Regions from separate parts of the Rattus norvegicus genome. Here region 1 is linked to region 2. Evidence: chromatin contacts called from public Hi-C data. All regions are on one chromosome and are shown on one strand. The core of a region is the stretch at or near the end of the contact, and the rest is flanking DNA. Distances in the headings are between cores, read along the strand shown.

Region 1 (4,021 bases), core at 140-2,639, 86 kb after region 2:
AGATGGTGAACTTGGAGAGACTTAGAAAGCTTGATGCATTGTTTAACGCTACACTGCAAGTGATACTTAGGACAGCTTAGAGTAGTGCTTCTCAACCTTCCTAAAGCTGCAACCCCTTAAGACAATGCCTCATGCTGTATTGACCCAAAACCATAAAATCCTCTTTGTTGCTACTTTATAACTTTAATTTTGCTACTCTTGTAAATTATAATATAAATATCCAATAAGCAACCTATCTGTACGTGAACCACGTGAAAGGGTCATTCAATTTCCAAAAGGGGTCGCCACCCAAAGGCTGAGAACCACTGGTGTAGATCCATCTCTAGCAAAGGGCTTCAGCTGCAAGGCTGTGCTAGCATACTGCCTCTGGAGCAAGCATTTGAGGAAGGCTCAGCACCCAAGAGCTCATGAAATACCAGAAATTATATAGTTGAAAAAAAATGTCAGCAATAAGAAAAACAGCAGGGTTTCAATTTGCAAACAGAAATCCTGATAAATGTGTTGTAAGAAGGAGAATATTTCATTGTTTTTTCTTCACATTACAATAAATCAAACAGCTAACATTCAAACATTCAAACCACACGGATGACATTTGGAGAAAAGTGACAGCATCCACATGGGACTTTATAGAGATTTCCTTTTACAGGAAATGTGTATGAGAGTAGGCTCCTGTTTTCTTATACCTGTGAATGTCACTAAGAGAGCAGTACCTAGGAATAACTATATTAATAAGTAATTACTCATTTCATTAATAAGAATGCTGGCTATCCAGATATTGAGAATACTGGCTATCCTATACAGATATTCAAAATTCTGTTCATGACTTTTGCAACTACACATTAAAATAACGTTTGCAAATTCCATGCTCAGTCTCACATCTGTACCCTACTTATACCAGAGTTTCTCCAAGAGTCACCATCTCTCAAAGTTCCTTGTACAACTGAAGAGAAGTTTCTCTTCTTTTTTAAGTCTGCAGTGACCTTCAGCTACTAACCTTGCTGTCTTCGATGTCCTTGGCTGTTCCCTGCAGGGCTTTCTTCTCTCCAAACTCACAGGTTGATTTTAATGTGAGCTGGCAAGAAAGAATTGAGCGCTCCGGTGTAGCAAATTCCAAAGGTCTTGAAGAACAGCGCTGTGACACACTGATGCCAAGATTCGGTATCGGAAGAGCAGCGTGAACAGGCTTTGGCCCAACAGCTGGCTGTCTCAGTTTTGAGGCAACCCCAAGGACAGGCATGGCTTCTATAAAAGTATCTTTGTGTTGCCAAAGAAAATGCTCCTAACCTCAGTCTGGTAGACTCCAGCTTTAGTATTTCCAGAAGAAAAAAAAAAAACTTTAAGCAAAACTAGCAGTCATCTGGATTTAAGAGAAAGAGAGGAAGAAAGAAAGAAAGAGAGAGAGAGAGAGAGAGAGAGAGAGAGAGAGAGAGAGAAAGAAAGAGAGAAAGAAAGAAAAGAGAGAAAGAAAATCAGATAGACAATAACTTTCAAACTAACTTTAGGAAGAGACAAATTTTTTTCTCTTCTGAGAATCTGTCTTGCTAGTTCAGATTCTCACATTCTCTTCTCTCTCTGTCTCTCTCTGCCTCTCTCTGTCTCTCCTCTGTGCCTCTCTCTCTCTCTCTCTCTCTCTCTCTCTCTCTCTCTCTCTCTCTCTCTCTCCCTCCTCTCTCTCTCCCTCCTGTTCAGTAAGTTAGTGTTTGCAAAATAAATTCTTACAAAGCCATTTTTGTAGGATTATAGAGCTCCTCCTTTTGTTTTCTCCTCACTACAGCAGCAGCAGCCTGGGTTTTGAAACCCTGATCTTTGAAAGGAGAGAGGTCAGGGTGAGGGGAGGAGGGAACAAAGGAAAATCCCTTCAGTCTAGTTTCAGCCTAGTTGTCAAAGAAGCCAAAAGACCACAATAGTGGATAGCTAAGGGTTCTTCCTGACTTCAGAAATAACCGGCCTGCATTTTCTTTCTAAAGGAAAAAAAAAAAAAAAAGCAGGTCACTGTCCAAAACAAACAGCTGTTGGAAGAACTTTTAGCCCGGAAACAATTTCAGCAATGAAGCTGTTTGTCTAATTTCCAGCTATTTTTCACTCTTGACAGCCAGGAGCCACGGTGTTCATTCTGCTTCATCCCATGAAATCAGGCTAAACTGGAGTAACAGGACAGCCAGCTAAAGCAACTGAAGCCTTCAGCAGACCTTGCCTGCTTATGTTACAAACTGCTGTAAACACAGGAAGCCAGGCATTAGATGCATGCTGATTTCTAAATGTGATGATGCTATTCTCATTCCCAGGACAGCAATGTCCCATGCAACAGTTAGGGAGCTCAGCACGTCAGGCATTAGTGCAAGCAATCTCTGGAATCGCGTGGAATGCATGCACTCACTCTCGGTGCTTTAATGTGCAGAAGAGAGAGTAGGGGCAAAACTATCCACAGTAAATGAAAGAAGTCATTTTTGCAGCAGACTCAATAAGCTTCTTTACCTGGGGCGTGTGGGACAAAAGCAAGTTTGGATTGGAGAGGTGGACATCTGTAAATGTCCTCCTCCACGAGGGTTACTCCCTCAGCTCACTAGACCACTCTTATCTTGAAATTCTTTCTTTAAAATCCACCTCTATTTCCATATCTAATAATAACCCTTTGCTCTGAGACAAAAGAGCCTGGAATCAGGAGCCTTTAGAACTCAGATTATCCTCAGTTCCTTAAGTCTAAGAATGACTTCCCTAACCAATCAGGAATTTCTTACTTTTGTAGCGACCTCTACGCCTATGTTAAAATTCACTACTTTTTCTGAATCTCCTCTTTTTGCTTGAGGCTGTTGGAATTTTCAACTTGTGTGTCTGGTTGTTTCACCTTCACACTTTAAAAAAAAAACATGTATCACTGATCTGATCCTCCTTCTGTATCTGCTTTTATTTGTGAGACTTAGAAGTCACAAGCAGGAACCACAGTTTCCCTGATAACAAGCAGAAGAATTTCGATTGAGATGTGCTGGGGGATGAAACTCAAAGTCACGAAGACAGAAAGGAGAGGGTTGGGCACCATTCAAATGAGAAGTGCTTTAAACAACGGCTAGCTTTAGCTCCACCTGAAAGTTTACATGTTTAAAAAAGTTTCCAAATCCCTGCTCAATACTGCTGACACAATTTGTAAAATCTCTCTACTACAATCATATTGGATTCCATTTTGGCTAAATAAAAACGAGGAGGAGAGCCACGAACACATGCATCATTGTCCTGGAAGACACTTTGTACATAGGAAACTTGCCATTAGTTAGTAAAGCAACATGTGCACATAACAGTATCTGGATTTTACTAGTCCTTTCTACCAACAGGATGAACTTTATTTTGTATCTCTCATGTTTCTACTGAGGAACCCCTTTTGTGTAATTAAATTTACAATTTCACACGTGTATATTATACATTGTTTGGCCACACTCTCCAGCTTCTTTACCCTCTAACCACCACCAAGCCTCTCCCTTTCCCCACAGCTTACCATGTTCATGTATTTCTAGGGGTTTGTGCTTCATGTGAGTTTAATCAAGAACTTTGGTGCTCACAGCTAGTTCTGAAAGCAATAACTTTTCCTCTCCTAGAATCTCTCAATAGTCAAGAGCTGAACAGCGAGAGATAAGACTTCCTTAGTCTCTTCTCAATCCGTATCTAACTTTTGAGGTATCCGTCTTGTACAGACTCAGTATAGACAACCGCAACTGCTATGAGTTCATGATAACAATGTCTGCATTATGTCTAAAAGATAGCTTCTTAGCGTGTTGCAACTGTTTCTCTCTGTCTTGGTCTCTCTCTCTCTCTCTCTTTCTCTCTCTCTCTCTCTCTGTCTCTCTCTGTCTTGGTCTCTCTCTGTCTCTGTCTCTGTCTCTTTGTCTCTGTCTCTCTGTCTCTCTGTCTCTGTCTCTGTCTCTGTCTCTCTCTCTCTCTCTCCCTCCCTCCCTCCATCCCTCCCTCCCTCTCTCTGCTCTCATATTGCCTTTGTCCTCTTTCACACTGTCCTCTTGGTCTTTGAACAGTG
Region 2 (4,140 bases), core at 1,349-3,848:
CCAACACCTCACACAGTTTAACTCATTCAATCTTAAGAGGAAGTACACTGGGCGACTTAACACTTCCCTTGTAGAGAAAAGAACCCTAAGGCAAGTGTATACCTTTTCCCAAGTTGGTGGTGGTTAATCACGGGGGAGGGGCTTCTGGCTCATGATTTGTGCTCTGGGTGTGCACGAAAGGAAACATCACTAGTGACACGGCCTGAACTCTAACCTCCTGCAGCTGTTCCCACTGTTGACACAGCCATCTCAAAATATGGGGGAAAGGTTCTTTGACTGCTACCATGTCTGGCACTGACAGAGAACACAGAGAACAATCCATAGTAAGGGTTTGCAAATGTTTAGCAAGGCAAGGGCAATCTATAAATACTTCACAAAAGATACTGTTTTGTTTTTGTTTTTTGTTTTTTTTTTTAAAGTAGCAGTACAAAGAAACCTCTTAGATTCCATTTTGTAAGGAAAGAAATTGAAGGAAAAAAACTTAAGTTTTTAAAATCTTGGTTTTGATTACTAAGGATATTCTGCTATATTCACAGACTGGTGCCTAGTTTGATTGTCATCAGAGAGGCATCATCCAACAGCGGATGGGGCCAGAAAGCTATAGGCAAACACTGGAGGGGGTGTGTGGGGGAAGGGAAGCTCAGAAGAAGAGGAAGAGAAACAGTTGTAGGAGCCAGAGGTGGCGGATACCACAAGAACAAGACCCACAGAATCAACTAAGCCAGGCTCTTAGGGGATGACAGACTGAAGCAACACTACTACACCTTTATGGGCCTTAGGGAGGTCCTCTACATACATACCATAGTTATGTGGCTTCTTGTTCTTGTTCTGGTGGGACTCTTACCACTGGGAGCGGGTGGTGTCTCTGACTCCTTTGCCTGCACATTGGAGCCTTTCCTTCTTTATGGGCTGCCCTGTCCAGTCTTGATATAAAGGTTTGTGTCTAATATCATTGTAATTTGTTGACCGTGTTCTATTGATATCCCTAAGAGGCCTGTTCTCTCTCTCTCTCTCTCTCTCTCTCTCTCTCTCTCTCTCTCTCTCTCTCGGGAAATAGAGCGGAAGTGAATCTGGGGCGAGAGGAAACAGGGAGAAGACGGGGAGGAGTGGAGCAGAGGATGGGGAGCTGAGGTTGGAATGGAAGGTAAGAGGAAAAAGGTAGAATTTAAAATTTAAATTTAAAAAAATAAATAAAACAAATCATTTTGGTTCTTGGTTCAGACATAGACACAAATAGCAGAGCTAAATTAAAGGTAAAGTTGGCAAAACACTGCAGGGGACAAATGACATGCTAGAAAATATGTGTAAGAAGGTCTCGTGGATGAAACACAGTTTCAAAAGGATGGAGGCGGCTGACTCAGAATTTTTGGCCTCTGGTCTGACAATTAGTGATAATCTGATCAACAGAACTCTTTAGCACAGGTCAGGGGTTCTTCAGAGCCAAGACCATCACCTAAGAACATGTATGAACCTTGAAGAAACTATTTATTTACTTTTATGTGCACTGATGTTTTTCCTGCATTTATATTTGTATGAGGGTGTCAGATCCTTTGGACCTGGAGTTTCAGACAGTAGTGTGACACATGAGGGCACTGGGAATTGAGCCAGGGTTCTCTGGGTGCTCTTACCTACTGAGCAACCTCCTCAGTGTCCATGCATGAACGTTCATGGATGTACATTGTCTGGACAGACCCAGTTCTACTGTTTCACAGGCTGTGGATGGTGGGGCCAGGAAACTATCCTGAGGCCTCCACAGGCTTCTAAAGTAGGCTGCTGTTTAAATACTTGCACAGATATTATTAAAAATAATTAGATTGTAAAAACTTAAGGACCTCTCAACACAGAAGGCACATTTGTTTCTGTATTCATAGACTACACAATAACATACCATACTTCTTGTATGTCCAAGAAAACACAAGCCAACAACAAATGTTGTTGCAAAACATTCATCCCTGTGTTTTAAGCCCTTCTCATTATTAGAGATAAAATTGGTAAATTTTCTCAAGAGAGAAATAACATTCTTCCCTTTTCTTTCTAGCTCTTCCTTCCTTCCTTCTTTTAGGTCTTCATTTATTATCCGTTGGCACGAGAGAAGACCACACTTTTCATTTGCTTAGTCTTAAATCGCTAAAGTTACAAGTTGAGAACGTCCTGCCTGTTGTGTTATAAACCCACAGCAAAAGTAAGGGAACTCAGACCTCAGCAGCCCAGTCCATTTTGTGCTGATAGCAAGTAATGGTGAACATTTCAGGGTAAAAGAGACATTAAGGCACAGGTTTTCTTGAAATTTTCAATTATTTCTTGATCTATGAGTTCTGTATAAACAAACAAATATACCTACAAAAAAGCCCAAAAACTATTTGGAAGAAGTTTATATGCATATATACATATAACATATATGTATGCATACATATAAACATTACATTACACATGGTGACTTCTGACCTCTCTCTGTTAAGGTCACCTTGACAAATACATTTTTAAAAAAAAAAATCAATGTATCAGCTACCTTTTTCTCTTTCACTACATGCTATAGCTGGAGAGAACCACTAGGTGGCACTAGGGGAACACGCCTGCAAGACAATCGCAACAGTAGATGAGGGCTTTGTCACACTGCGAAGGCAAACAACTGTCATAATGAAAGAACCACAGGAGCACAACAGAGCAGCGGGACTTCAAAGTCATCATATTAATGGCCACCTTAACAGCCTCCAAATCTCATCTTAAAAATTTTTCATTTTAAATGGACCATAATTGCCAGATTGCTGAGGATATCACATGAATCCCTAACAAAAGAGTTAAGAAAACGATCTCATGAAGTGGAAAACAAACAAACGAAAAGCTGACAGGCTTATCATCATCCTATGTCATGCTGAATTTAGACACAGAAAGGTTCAAGTCCCCAAACTATTTTAAAAACTATCTTCCTTTATGAACTTTTTCCCCAGTCACTGAAGCGACTTATGACGATCTACGTGCAACACAGGCTAAGACATTTTAGCAGGAATGGAAACTACAAGCAGCAAATATTCTCCCGAGACAGGGAAGCTGACCTAAACTGATGTGCATTTCCCCCATCTCTTAACCTTCCCACTCAGCCTACCCACTTCCCCCGCCCCAATAACGTTAAATTACTGAAGGTTTTCAGATGTGGAAAGATTGGAGCCTGGAGTCAGAAGCACTGGGCTCCTCTCCCGGCCCCACCACTTACTAGAGAGCTGGATTTTCCTTCTCACAAATGTGGGGATCATATGCTTATCTTCCCTGCCTATCTCCCAGGGAGGATTAGCTGTAATGGGAAACATCTGCAAAAGCAAAGTCCATCACGCAAGACGAAGCCTCGCTATTACAATCAAATGGAATGTGGTATCTATGAATTACATTTTAATATCTATTCTACAGTCGCAGGCCACTTTCAAGTTGTTGTTTCAAAGCAGTCCGGAATTATTTTAAACCATTGCACACGTAAATACTAAAATGGCTTGGTTGGGTTTTCATTATCTTCTTAGCAAACCTAAAATGTTTTATCTTTACGCGCTACCATTACGCTGAAACTGTTCTCTGTTCTTATTTGACATATTACTTGATATGGCCAAAGAAAAATATATGTCAGGTACAGGCCTCTAATGTGTCTTTATAATTGATTGTGTTGCCCAGGAGAGACAGCTCTGTGCGGACGATGCTTGCTGTGCAAGCTTGAGGACCTACGTTTGTGTTGCCAACACATAAGTAAAAGAAAGTCATGACACAGGACGTTTCTGTAATCCAGGACAGGAAGATCAGGGAGAAAAGGATTCTGGGGTCTCACGGGTCAGCCAGCGTAGCTATGTGAGTATAGCTTTGCCAGTGAACTCCAGGTTTATTGAAGGTACCCTTTTACAAAACTAGGAGAACGATAGTGACAAAGGAAGATAGTGACATAGGAAGACAGTTGACATCTATCTGTGGCTTCTACATGCACATACATACATGTGCACGCAAACGTGAACCTATACATGTCCATGTCACCATACACACTTCAGTGTAGCATAATTCTTATGCACTCAAAACTGACTTCAAAATGCTGGCTCACCGATATGAAAGAAAATTAGTAAAACGAGTAAAACAAACAAAAACCAGTGTCACCCATTGTTTGGATTC

What was found. A called contact is a pair of places that touch in the nucleus more often than the background predicts.
Region 1: a Hi-C map of liver shows a contact between it and region 2, with 2.1 times the contacts expected there. The contact joins the promoter of Nav3 here to the enhancer-like site in region 2. A contact is called at or near these places in 3 of 12 Hi-C or Micro-C datasets (frontal cortex, liver and psoas muscle).

Annotation. Positions count from the first base shown.
Region 1 is chr7:47,277,236-47,281,256 of GRCr8, forward strand. Nav3 (neuron navigator 3) reads right to left here and starts at 1,390. Exons shown (of 38, transcript NM_001191782.1): 1 at 995-1,390. The coding sequence starts at 1,237.
Region 2 is chr7:47,189,988-47,194,127 of GRCr8, forward strand. All of the region lies in intron 1 of Nav3 (neuron navigator 3), which reads right to left. Among named protein-coding and RNA genes, the nearest start is that of Nav3, 87 kb to the right of the region's middle. Within about 2 kb of position 2,599, at least 8 of the 93 cell types and tissues checked have an H3K27ac peak or open chromatin away from gene starts, as enhancers often do. A contact at or near this core is called in liver, where this site is marked.